Regions from separate parts of the Scylla paramamosain genome. Here region 2 is linked to region 1. A link is a contact called in public Hi-C data. All regions are on one chromosome and are shown on one strand. The core of a region is the stretch at or near the end of the contact, and the rest is flanking DNA. Distances in the headings are between cores, read along the strand shown.

What was found. Hi-C and Micro-C count contacts between places; a contact is called where the count stands out from the background.
Region 2: a Hi-C map of muscle shows a contact between it and region 1, with 3 times the contacts expected there. The contact joins two enhancer-like sites. A contact is called at or near these places in 2 of 2 Hi-C or Micro-C datasets (muscle and testis).

What each region holds. Positions count from the first base shown.
Region 1 is chr1:30,456,207-30,463,039 of ASM3559412v1, reverse strand. It overlaps LOC135103411 (F-box only protein 11-like), which reads right to left. Exons shown (of 14, transcript XM_064009607.1): 14 at 2,727-6,833. The coding sequence ends at 6,820. Among protein-coding and RNA genes, the nearest start is that of LOC135103411, 25 kb to the right of the region's middle. Within about 2 kb of position 4,924, the one cell type or tissue checked has an H3K27ac peak away from gene starts, as active enhancers do.
Region 2 is chr1:30,583,121-30,590,517 of ASM3559412v1, reverse strand. LOC135104634 (protein held out wings-like) reads right to left here. Exons shown (of 12, transcript XM_064012198.1): 6 at 1,355-1,471; 7 at 690-833; 8 at 1-70. Among protein-coding and RNA genes, the nearest start is that of LOC135103480, 26 kb to the left of the region's middle. Within about 2 kb of position 2,102, the one cell type or tissue checked has an H3K27ac peak away from gene starts, as active enhancers do.

The DNA.
Region 1 (6,833 bases), core at 3,675-6,174:
TCTTTATTTCCTCTTTCTTTTTTTTTTTTCTAGCTCCATTTCTCTCCCCCTGCTCCTCCCACCTCTCTCTCTCTCTCTCTCTCTCTCTCTTGCAACAATTATACATGGAGGCAGAGGCAGCCAGGTGCAGTGCTGGGACGCATGTTTACAAAGTCTTGCCGGGACATACGTAAGTAACATTTGTAACAGCCTGAAAAATAAATGCCCTTGAAACGTGTACATATTTAAGAGTTGTTTAATGGTTCGTGAATGTTGTTCTTAATAATAGTTTTACGAACATCAGAAGGAGCTGAATGAATTTAAGGTCAAAGATAGTTAAGCGTCCTCTTCTCCATTTTTTTTTTTTTTTTCATGTTGGCAAGACTTAGTACGTTTAACCTAACAAACCATTGGTATTTTGGAAGTGGAACGGGTGTCCTCCCACCCACGCCTGCCGAGCCTCATGCGCCCAACCACCACGGCCAAAGGTATTTTAAGTTCCGAAGTTAATAGGAGTAAGACGTCAAATCCTATCAGCTTTTGTTCTGTGCGCCTGACTGACTCACCGTTCGTGGGGCGTGGCGATAAGCGGGAGTTATGGACGGGGAAGAGAACATCACAGTCCTCGGGAACATATTTCCAAATGTGAATATTTACGAGTATTGGCAGCTCGTCTGAGGCTCAAGGTGGTCACGGGGCGCGGAAGTGAAGGGGAGGGTCGGGATGGGATTTGCAGCAGGAAGTGTGGCCATTGAGAAAACTTGGAAGATTAAAGCGGGAGTGATAAAAAAAAAAAAAAAAATCATATTGTTCGCCTCCAAGTTGAAGTAAAAAAAATGAAAGGGTAACACATCACTACTTGTTCTAGGCCGCCTCACAACCTCTTAATACGCAATGAAATATTCAACGATGGAACTTTCAGCAAAAAAAAACGTGCGTGGCACATTCTCTTATACGAGATGATCAAATAGATAAGTCAGTGGCATTTTAATGTTACTAAAGTATTTCTGTTTTATTGGTTGTGTCAGTATTCAAGGGGGTGACTCCACGGTTGCAGCAAATCTAGATAGTGAATGAAAATGTTCTTATCTTTTGAGCTGGTACGCTTTCAGTCTGTGACGTGGGTGACGCATCTACTTGACTCATGCAATCCTCAAGTAAAAAAAAAAAAAAAAAAAAAAAAAAAAAAATTCCTGGCGCTCTCACTTCATTCATAATTAAATATTCGTGTTTTGTTGAAATACACATATAAGACGTGAAGGAAAGTACATGTAAGAGTTAAGGAAAAAAATATTCATAGTTGTTTCATACTTGATAAACTTGCAATCTATCAATCATTCTCCCTTCGTTCTTGATTAATGCTTTATGTTTCCTTGGAATATACATTTATGACGAGAAGAGAAGCTATAGACGTGATGACGCAGGGAAGAAAAGTGCAGTCATCCTAAGCTCACTGTACGTATAAGTTGTAGTATGTGAGGCCCAGCGTGTCAACAGGAAACCGGTGCAAGTGTAATGCGTGACGTTGGCGTGACGCGTGACGGTGTACTCGTGGGCCGCTTTGCCGTAAACTGGAGTGTGTCACATCGATGGCACATCTTACGCGTAAGTGTGGAGCTGTCCTTGATGATGAACTCAGCTACTGGAGCCATAAGTGTTCACGGCGCCGCGGTCACCTCCCGAAATAACCTGAATACCATTTTTAGACTTCATCTGCCGGGCTGGTAGAGGGCTGACTCATCAATCTCCTCTCCCTAGTCGCCTGTATGAAGCTCTGGCGTGTGTTTTGAGGCACAGGAATGTGTGTGTGTTGCAAACTGTAGTGTATGAACACAGTACTTTCCTTTGCCATGCTTTCTGTTCACAAATCTCCAAAGGATCTCACGCCGCGATATCAAGTTGAAAACTTGATCACAGCATCCTTCAAACCTGCATAAGCGTCGTTCACGGGAGGATGAATTATTATTATTTTTTTTTTATTTATTTATTTATTTTTTATTTTTTTTTTTTTTTGTGCTGTGACAACTTGCTCGTGTGGCGTCGTCGTTTGAGAGAGAGAGAGAGAGAGAGAGAGAGAGAGAGAGAGAGAGAGAGAGAGAGAGAGAGAGAGAGAGAGAGAGAGAGAGAGAGAATTTGAGTAAACTGGATTGAATTGAACTGTATGGGTCTTAAGCACCAAACTAACAACCATGTAGCACTAAGGCTATTACAGTCATGTTTATATTAACCAGAATAAAGAGTGGGCAAAAAAAGACCTGATGTTAGGTATAGAAGGTATAAAGGCAGCCAAGAAAATCTAGACTTGGGGCGTAAAAAGTGTTACTTTTACAAGGCAATCAAGAAGTAACTGACAAAATACAGGATAATAACGGTATGACCAGGAAGAGGCCCCATGATTCAAAAGTTGAGTGAATTAATTACACCTAATGCTTTCGTTGTACTATACAGATGGGCTTGCAGCAACATATAAGATGGATTTGTTGGACTGGATACATTTAATTTCTGATGTCACCCAAGCAGATAGATACTAGTGGAGAAAGTAATCCGAGAACAAATAAATTGGCAAGGTGTGAGGGGGAGAGCTACAGAACACGTGAGAGAATAAAGTGTTAATTTTTAGTGATGCTTGCATGGTAATAAAAAGTTAATGTTTCTTTTAAAAAAACTGAACAATAACCTCTCATTCTTTCAGGAAAGGGAGAAAACTTGCATCTAACCTTTTATCCCCAAAAGCCTTAAAACAAACCTTAGATTCAGAGTTTTTATTTGTATATACATGTTTAGGCCCTTTATACAGTGCACATCATTTGATGACGCCCTCGGTCCCCTGCTGCTGTACCATCTAAGGACCCCTGAAATAGTTCTGCTGTAAAGGCCTTCCAGATAGTCCTGGAAATGAGGTACTTGGCCTGAATAACTGTCCTCCTGTGGTGAATTCCTAGACTACATCGATATGTGGAATGAGGCCTATCTTTCACATACTGAATTGTTATCTATCGTTGGCCAAGGAAATAAAATAAAATAAAAGCATGTCTACGTACACTTGGTTTGCTCATCTACAAAATAAAAATGGTGTTCTTTTTCCTTTCGTCAAGGTTGGCAATACAGGATCACAGCAGTAAGTAGTTCCAGTGTACTGAAGGATTCACCCTTCTTTTAAAACTGTTCGGTAAAGCCCTGACGTCACTTTCCTCCGTCAGGTGTGTCCAGCGCACTCGGAGGCTCATGGTGGATGCAGGCCTGGGCTAGGCTTGCACTCTACTTCATAGATGATGTCTTGCCAAGCTCTTTTTTGTATATAATATATACTTCTCTTTACCACTATCAAAGAGTAAAAAACACATGCTTTTCCAATTACCTATGAACTATTTTACTCAGAAGTCTTACAAAACTCCAGCCTGAGGTACAACAGGGACCTGGGTACATTATAACTCCATTTTGTACTCAACTAACATCTGTAGTGACCATTATCTGCGGTCCAAATTTAGTACTTGCACACACTACGTAGTATTACCTCAGACGCCACACAAAGCTACCATATCAACACTAGTTTGATCACCAATCATTAGCTGAGTACAAGATGCAACACACATCTCCCAACTCAAACTACATACCCAGGAAAATATAAGTAAATTTATTTGTGTGTTTTTTCAGGATGAAGTATGACACTACACCAGTTCCATTAAGCCTAACCACTGGCAATGTCTTATGCATGACTCACTCAGGCAGACTTAGGATACACTCAACTGTGTCAGATAAAGATACAAAATCATTTGAAACTTGCTCCTAAATACGTAACATGCACTGAATTTGGGTTGCACACAATGTAATATACAATCTCAAAGGAACACATTTTTTGCGTTAAAAAATGCATAGCAGTTAAATGTTTCAAACACATCATAATAACAATCAAAAGAAATAAATATACATATTTTGTCAACAGACTAAAGTGCAAGCATTCAATTTTGCATCTTTACTGTCACAGTCATTTGCTCAGTCTTACAACTGCACACTAAGTACACATGAATAAGATGTGCATTCTAAAACGAATGCCTATCATTTCTTGCGGAAGAAAACTAACATGTAAGCAAACACATACTGGCGTATGAAGTGTCCAAAAGTGAGAAAAGATGCTGAGATAGCAATGTGAAGAGAGAAAATAAGCTGCGTCAGTCTCTTGACAATACTAATTGCCAAATTTGATCTCCCATAAATGAGGTCAGATGTTTTCCTCAATGATTAAGGAAGTGGGAGCCCAATTACTTTAATCATGGAAGCACAATTGAACACAAAGGTAATACTTCAACTATGAATGTATTACAGATTCTGGTTGTGCACTACACACTTCCTTTTTTAAAATCTCCAAACAGGACACTTCCCTCATAGAGCTGGTGCTTCACTTCCTAGGGAGACAGGTTCACAGGGACAAGTTGGATTCATTTCTCCACTAACGGCACTCGGGCATACTGAACCAAACACACAAAAAACTGAGTATCTTCTCTGGGCTTCAAGAATTTTTAAATTGCAATATAATTTGCATTTCTTTAAAAGCGTGGACATACACCTTTTGAACTCAATATGGGGACAGAAAAAAACAAAAACCTAAAACACATATATGGCACATTGAGCAACAGTAACATTACTACTACTACTAAGGAATCTTCCTTACATAGGGAGGGACACAGTTGCAGGCAGCTGAGGGGAGGAGTCTGAGGTATGTAAGAGGAACCACAAGAAAGGGACACAAGGGGGAAACACTGAGGTACACCTGGGGATAATGAACCCTAATGGATGCTGGCTTATAATAATGACAATTCATGATCAACAAAAACAAATAAAATAGCAAAACTGGAATTGCATCACACATAGCTCAAGGTTTGCTGGACCGAGTCAAGACCACCAGTGTGCAATACTCTCTCCTGCACAGGCAGCCACTCAGTTTTCAACAAGTGTCTTGTCTAGGGATTATTTGTGTGGTATTCCTGCTAACTGCAGCTGAAAACTCCCCAGGATGCTTTCTGGTCTGCAGATGTACTTGAAAGGCATGTGTCTGAGTCTTATTGTTCAGGGTAATCTGAATGACACAAATGTGAACCCAGAGCTTTCAGTAGTGGCATGCCACAGCTGAGTGTTTAAGTTGGGTGGATACTGGATAACATTACTGGACCATATGTGACCCTACTGTGGCTGACACCAACTCTGGACATCACATGATGCCATCACACTCGTGGGTGGAATGAGGCTGGGTGTAGCATCATTAGGCGGTGGGAGAAGTAGGGAGGGAACTTTCCTGTCTTAGACACATTAGGATGATCTCTGGGGAAATTAACTTTTACCATTTAAAAAAGTTAATTTCCATAGATAAAGGAGAGTTTGCTGTATATGCTAGTGTGAGTGTATGATGATGCAATGAGAGGTGAAGATGAGGAGTGATGGGTGGCAGCAGCAAATGGGGTTATGAGTGATGAAGGTGCTAGGGATGAAACTATTAGGAGCTGGGTTGGGGTAGAGCAACATTCTGTGAGCCAGATGACACTGGGAGGACTGCAGAAAAGCAATGGATTCAGACCCTTTAGATGGACATGCGAACTCTTGAATGAAAAAATAAAGGCACTATCTAAATCCATGTTTTTTTTGTTTTTTTTGTTGTTGTTTTTTATAAAGCTGCACAGATATCCTACCTACGCCAGCAGGGAGACATAAAACTTTACTGTCTGGGGAGAAGAAAGCCACTGCTCTATTGTCCTGGCTGCTCCCAGGTGGTGTGCAGTTACACTAAGTTTTTATTTTGGTTTTAATCACAGTTATCTGTAGTGTTCCAATGCAATATAAAATTTCTAACAAAATTGATACAACAAATATCCTTAGAGGCTCAAAAATACATTATAAAAATGCAACTTAACTCCACATGCAAAATAATACAACAGATCTTCCAAACAAAAACATGGGAAATTATGAGAAACAACTACAATTACTGCATATTGATTTTTTTTCAAAGATTATTATATAAAAATCTTAACATCTTATTATCTAATTATGAACTGTACTCAATCATAACATTGCAAAATGATCCATGCCTCATGGATACAGGCAAGGAACAGGTTGGATTTTCTGTACTCAACACATATATACACACCCTCACACATCCAAACAGCAGCTATATACATCACTGGTACTCATGTAAGCAAAGAAATCCTGTAGGTAGAGAACCACTCTTGTGCTTAGTCCATATTGGTTTTTGTGCCAATCACCATCACCACTGCATTGTACACAATGATGGCATAAACAAGCTTTATCTCTAATGGTTCCACACAAAATAATTGTTCCTAGTCCTTACTTACAAAATATTTCCACCTTGTGCAGGAAATATCTGACAACGAACGGACGTCATCACGTCATAATCTGATGTGATACACATCAATCATCACTCTATTAAAAGAAAGGCTTTTGTGAAGGTCAAGCAGGATAAAATCAGACTACATTCACTTCCTTGAGATTTTTCTTCTCTCTTCTTTTTTTTCCACGGCACTGAGTTTCCAGAAAGTGCAGAACGCTTTCATATACTGCATAACATTAAGCGTTTTTAAGTCCACAGATAATTCATAGCAATAGAAATATAATCCACTATATGGCTATGGGTGGTGTGGACAAATCACAGTACAAAGGTGGGTAATATAGTCTATGTAAACTTTCCAATACTTTGTGTTTAGTTACAAGTAAAGTGCATGAAGACACTAATCCTGCTTTTCTAAATACTGATCATAAACCAAAAGGCTGGTGGGCATCCGAGGCAGAGTCTAAATACAAACTTTACATTATGGTGATGCTCCCAGCCGGTAGTTAGACCTCTGCCA
Region 2 (7,397 bases), core at 853-3,352, 130 kb before region 1:
CTCTGTAGGTGCCGTTGATGATGGCGAGTTCCATCAACTGCCGCTTCTTCAACTCGTCCTCACCGTCGGCCTGTGGAGGGGAGGCACTGTGAGACCCACACCAAAAAAGTAAACAAGAAATAAATGACATAACACTACAAGACATTCTCTCATGCCTCTCAGCACTAGTTACTTCAGTGGTGTCTGTAAGGATGAAATGTCCTGCCTACAACTCTGGAGGATAGTGTGTATTTGTCAACTTTCTCACCACAATATGTGACAATGTGGAGCACTAAAAGGACTGTGCAAAATCTATACAAGAATCTATAAGAAAAATAATGTATTTTCCAATGTCTATCCTCTATAATAATTAAAAGTAGCAGTAGAACAAAAATGTCCCCATATGATTTGTGATTAAGGAACAATGTGTCAAACTGCAGTGAAAGAGATAAGTATTGGTGGTGAAACTTTAGTTATGAGAAAGACTGAGAGAAAGAATAAAGATGAGCTACCTAAATTAAATTAATGTATCACAAAAGATACAATAAAATATTGATATGCATGCAGGCTTATGGAAGGATATACAAAATAAGGGGATTGGATGAAGTATTACCATCCACTTTGATATCTAATATGACATACAATTTCTCAGTAAAGGTAACACTGATGGGATGAGATGGGAAATAACTGAGAAAGCCACAGGTACTTACGGATGGCACCAGCAGCTTGCGGATTTCTTCAAGGGCACGCTGGATCTTCATCTTGGCCCTGTTCTCTGAATCCTCAACACTGATAAGGACATGAAGGTCTTCATTCAGGTGCTCCCAGTTAGGCTTCCCACGATTCTGCTCCTCCTGAGACAAATATGATACTTAGTTATAAGCATGTGCACACACACACACACACACACACACACACACACACACACACACACACACACACACACACACTAGTGACATGTTACTTTACAAAGTCATGCAAGAGGATTAGTGACAGCAGTAAAGGTCAGCAATCCCAACACAACACTAAAGATCCTCCTCTCCTCTTTGCAACTCCAGGTTCACTGAATGGGTTGTTGTCTTTACATACCAGGCAATGTAAAATAAACTAAGGCATGTCCATTTTCATTATCTATCTAATATATATATATATATATATATATATATATATATATATATATATATATATATATATATATATATATATATATATATATATATATTTTTTTTTTTTTTATTTATTTTTTTTTCCCTTTAATTCATGTTTAAAAAGGAAAAGTCAAGATGACTTGCATGATCTAATGGTATGAATTTATCCTGAAGAATGAAAAGATAAAACATATACTAGAGGTACATCTCACCCTACTGTGACTTACCTTCTTTTTGTCCCGCATGGAGCCTTTGCCACGCACCATAATCTTGCATCCTGTCTCCTGCTCCAGTTGCTTGGCCGTCATGCCCCGTGGACCCAGTATTCGACCCACGAAGTTAAACTGGAAAAAAAAAAAGAACATTAATTATTTCCAAATTGAGTTAATATAAACTGAAAAGCTAGTCTCTATCACACACTTTAAATGGTATGGTGAATCATGTATGACTGGGGCTAATAGGAGACTGATTAAATAGTTCGATTCACCAATAGACTAAAGAGAAGATATCACGGAGTTGTAGTGAAGAACTGACTGGTCACTTATTTTCAAACTAAGACTTAAAATATTCATTTTCAAACCATTAATAATAAGGTTCTCACGAATGCTTTTGTTTACTGATTTTCTTTTCGGCCGACAGTGAAAAATCTTTGCTAAATTTTCACAAGAATCATAAAAAAAAAAAAAAAATCCTTGAAAACCAACCTCCATTACTGCCTGATGAAATGAGATGACGCCGAAACACTTCAGGGTGCGACCCCTGGACCATTGGTCTGTACGGTATTGCTCATCACACTGTCACAACACGGCAGCTGCACAACATTAACCTTTACTCCAACAAGCATCTAGTGGAGTGAGATTATCAACTCGAAGAGCTGCATTGAGATAAAAATTATTTTCGCTACTCAGACTTGACTACTCGCTGTTCGTTTTTCTCCTCCGTAGAACAGCAAAACACAAATCGCCGAACCACTATAGGCCACGTGAGACAATACATAACATTCATGTCACCCGGTTTCAAAACAAGTGTGTGTGTGTGTGCACGTGGAAGTTCGGGCGGAGGGTGCGGGCGACCAGCTGTGCAGTTATTAATACATGGTAGGCGCGTGAGCAAGAAGGCTTCCTAAATATAGCAGCACCCGACCAGTCTTACGCCGCCGCCGCCGCCACCACCGCCACACTTCATGCAATACGCTTCCCACTTTGTACCGCTCCCATTTACCGCTTTCTTCTGAATTACTATAACGTAGTAAACAAATGTCCGGACCTACATTATAATGAGCTCTGGCAATGCTCGCCCACGCCATGGTGCCCCAGAGGAACGTAGGGTGGAAGAAAGGCGGCGGTAGGGTGGGGGCGCTGGTTGGTTGGCTGGCTCCGCGGATAAGACCCACCAACCTGTCTTCTACTAAACACAAACTTTCACTATCGTAAATGCATTCTAATAGTCCGTATCAGAATCATACTATTATGTTATGGAAACAGATATCGTTCACATAGCTTTCCGTCAAAGGAGTTCATCAGTCACTGGTCTGACTGGGTTCGGCCCGCTGGATACTACTTAAGCCTGGTATGGCTGAGCCGAATGTGACGCGAACGAATAACATACATCACGTCGTTTCTGGAGAGTTATGTGGTACATCTTAAACCTCCGCCGAGTAGTACAAAATAACAGACGAAGCTGAAGAGGGCTGAACAACTACGAGTATACAGCTGGACAATGAGAGAAGCGCGCCACTACACAACAAACAAATATAATATGGTTATCATGGGTGTTCTCCCAATATTGATACAGAATCCTTGTTAAATTATCACTAGAGACAACAAAGAACATCTGAAACCCTCAACAGCCTGCTGAAAGTAGCAGAAGAGAAAAGGCCGAAACTGGGCTCTTCCTCTGACCAACCTTTTCAATGGATTCACTTGAGAGAGAGAGAGAGAGAGAGAGAGAGAGAGAGAGAGAGAGAGAGAGAGAGAGAGAGAGAGAGAGAGAGAGAGAGAGAGAGAGAGATTCTGGAGATGAGAAAGGGAGGTTATGGGGGCGGGTTAGCTGACGTCTGGGTATCCCTCCTCCCTCCCTCCCTTGTGTTTACTCTCATAACCAAACATCCCAAATACAGCCTGTCATCCCTCCTTCCCTCCCTTCCTGCCTCCAAGACACACACTTCCTCCTTTCCCTTCCTCACTCCCGACACATACTGTTGCCTTCCTGAGACATTCATATGACCTCACTGTTGCAATGCCTTAGAATCCATCCCTCAATTCCGAGACACTCTCTCTCTCTCTGGAGTTAGTCCTGCCATAGAAGTCGAGGAAACACGCAGAGTAAATGACAACGTTTCCATATCTTTCTGTACCAACTCTCCAAAACGACATGCAGGAAAAGCGAAGATGATAAAACAAGGTGGATTAAAAAAAAATAATAATAATAAATAAATAAATAAATAAATATAAATAAATAAAAAATAAATAAAATAAATAAATAAATAAATACCACGGAAAAAAAGGGGAAAGGTTCTTACATGTAAACTGTAAGGAAGTACTCGTGTAAAAAAAAAAAGTGATGCGGAAAAAAAAAATCCATAGACAAGGTACAAAATATGACAGAGAACAGCGAGAAGAAACACTTGTTATCTCATATACAGGAGGGAGGGAGGGAGAGAGGGGAGGGAGGGAAGGAAAGAAGAAAGAAAGAAAGAAAGAAAGAAAGAAAGAAAGAAAGAAAGAAGGAAGGAAAGAAGTCATTATGTCACTCATGCACTGCAAAGAAAGCATAGTACGAGAGAGAGAGAGAGAGAGAGAGAGAGAGAGAGAGAGAGAGAGAGAGAGAGAGAGAGAGAGAGAGAGAGAGAGAGAGAGCGCTATTTTAAAGGAAGAGTGCTGTATTTTAGAGTAAGCCAATGTCATTTGCCAGGTCCGTCGGCGGCTTGTCAACATCAGCTCAGGTAAGAGACAAAACCTTGAGACTCATTCACCAGTTGCTGGCGGGGCGTCATTCAGCGGACCGCGTAATCCCGTGCTTTATATACTTTCAGTTTTGGCAGCGGCAGGAAGGGAACTGTTTAGGATACGCCCAGGCCTTAGGGAGCATAACTCACATACCCTAACGTGTGTGCGAGATTCTTTTAGAGAGTGGAGATTAGGAAGGGAGCACAAGAGTAAGCCTAACTTAGCTTGCCTCCCTTAGAGCTGTGTTTTACCGTATCCAGAAACGCTTCTACTCCACATTCTGACTACTTTCAAGAGGTTTTAGTTGAAGATACACTATTTTAAAGTTTTATTTATTTATTTATTTATTTTTACGGTTCTAGTGACAGATTAACAAATTTTCTACGTTATTAAAATGAGAAACACTCTTGAGAACACGGGCAAACATTTATGTGGCGTTTGAAAATAGTCGTGGTGAGAGATATAAACTGTAACACCACCGCCTCTTACTATACACCTCGGGGCCTGGAAACACCATCTGCTCCACCCAGTACCCTTCTTACTCGCCCATGACGCGCCTCACTGTTCCCCCCTCGTCCCCTCTAGTCCATCCCGGTGTCTCCCATGCTGAACGCCATGTCTTAATTCCCTTACAAGGTGCCGCCGCGTTGCTCCCCGCATCCAGCGTTCCCTGGCGTGGGGGGCATTGTGTTCCGCCCTGCTGTGCCACGTTGCTGTCTCAATGGTGACCTCCTCAGTTGAAACCTTGAGATAATTACCTTCTAGTGAAAAAAATAAATAAATAAATAAAATAAATGTATAATCAACACTCACATCAATATAATTACTCAACGCTGCTCTTTTAGCGAGAACATTCGATATTCAAGTCAACTGTGATGCCTAGAGTAATTTATCACAATTAGACCATGTTAAAATATAGTTGTATCTATTTATTTACCTATTTGTCAGTCTCTATCCTCCCCTTTTTTTCCCCCCTCTCCTTATCAAAGCCTGTCTCCCAAACCACGAACCTTGTGTTTTCTCATCACAAGTCACATGATCAGCTCTCCTTTTTTTTTTTTCTCTCTCTCTCTCTTTTTTCTTTTGCATCCTGAACACACACACACACACACACACACACACACACACACACACACACACAAAAAAAAAAAAAAAAAAAAAAAAAAAAAAAAAGCTACGCCAACAACGTGTTAACATGTTAACAGCAACTGAAAAAAAAAAAAAAAACTGCTTTCTTTTTATTCCCCCTCCCAAGCGCCAGCCAGTGCTCCTCACGGCGCCAGACGAACCCAGAACGCCTAGCCCACTGAAGCACGCGTCACGCTCGATTACAGTAAGTCCAAGAAACAAGTCAGAGTCATACCACATAAAAAAGACACATTTACAAGTGATTCAGATACGCAATGAGGCTGTGATGAGAAAACAACACGATTCATCCTCCTGTTTTCTTGTTCTTTTCTATGATGTAACTAGCGTTAAACTTTCCTTTTCTCCTCACCCTCCTTCTCTTTTTTCTTACCCTTTTCTAAGATCTAACTAAAATTATACATTCGTTTTCTTCTGCTCCTCTTCCTCCTTACGGTCATTTATGTTTCCTATTCTACGTCTCTCACTTCTGACCACTTTGAATCATAAATGGCGTGTCAACTTTAAATTGTAAACGGCGTGTCAACGTTGGGGAATGCAGTCTCAAGCGCAGGTTTGTACATGCGTAACCTCAACACAGTAAAGACACTAGTTAACGAGTAGGTAGGGTGAGTCAACAGCGCTCAGCAGTGCAGTGACTCGGCATGGGAAATGACTCAACACAAAACACTTGCCGGCGTTTCTTCACACCATTCATACCGTCCATCCATCACTGCACTCTAATGCTATTACAACATCAACGTAAAGCCCATTCACTTCCATACATTTTTTTTTTCTTTTTTTTTCCCCTCTTGAAGATCTTCCGAGTAAATCCAATGCCGTACAATTTTTCACTGCACAAACTCTCTCTCTCTCTCTCTCTCTCTCTCTCTCTCTCTCTCTCTCTCTCTCTCTCTCTCTCTCTCTCTCTCTCTCTCTCTCTCTCTCTCTCTCTCTATGTGCTGGTTGACTTAAATACATAACTTCTCTTTTTTTTTTTGTCACCTACCTTTGCGTACTAATCAAATATAAAACTTCTCTCTCTCTCTCTCTCTCTCTCTCTCTCTCTCTCTCTCTCTCTCTCTCTCTCTCTCTCTCTCTCTCTCTCTCTCTCTCTCTCCATCAACTCATCTTTACTTACACCATCAGCGCCAGTATTTAAAAACGTTGTGTTCTCACCACGACTATTTTCAAAGGCTACAAAGATGATTAGCTGGGGTCTCAAGAGTGTTTCTTCAGTTAATAATGTGGAAATCTTGTTAATATCTCACAAGAACAGTGAAAACATCCTTAAAAACCCGTGTAACATCAACGACGTAGATAATTTTGAAAAGTAGTCGGGGTGCGGCGTAGAAGCGTTTCAGAGTATATGGTCCCAGGTCAGCCCTGAGCACCAATCGCCGGGCATTACCAGCAAGGCGTGGAGCAAGGAGGATAGGCATTACGTACACGCACTTTCTCTTCCATGCCTTACGGGTGTGTCACATGTTGATCTTCCAAGAATAAATTAGTGTTTTCCTAACCTTTCCTGTCGGCCTTGGCATGAGGAACAGGTGGAGGAGTGCGAGGAGCGAGCATAGGAGGTACAGAAGGAGAAAGAGGAGGAGAGCAAGAAAGTTCCATTTTCATCCCCAACTCGCGCTGCACTGTAAAATCTTTCAAGTTGTAACATTAGTCACGACAGCCATAACCTTGCTGAGGGCTAGTGTGTGTGTGTGTGTGTGTGTGTGTGTGTGTGTGTGTGTGTGTGTGTGTGTGTGTGTGTGTGTGTGTGTGTGTGTGTGTGTGAACAGAATGCGTGCGTATATTGCCAGGCGCCACGGAAGAGGACACGCGCGCTGCCACACTTAATTAACAAAGCTTTTTGACGTTGTGGTGAGCCGACGATACAAGTTACAGACCACACCTGCATGCTGCGCTAAATACTAGAGCTTCGAGGCGCTAACTCCTGCGGTGGAAGTTGTCTTGTCGGGGGTACGAAACGGGAGAGACAAGTTAGGAGAAAGAATACTAAAATTGGAAGTTATGAATAAAGCAGCTGGAAGGAGATAAGAGGAGGAAAGTACATTTTTTTATTTTTTTTTTTTATTTCTAGTGATGGCATTTTATTTATTCCACATCTCTTACTATTTAACTTTAAATTTCAATTCTACACAAGTATTTTTAAGGCACTGCTTTACTTTTATTTGTATGATTA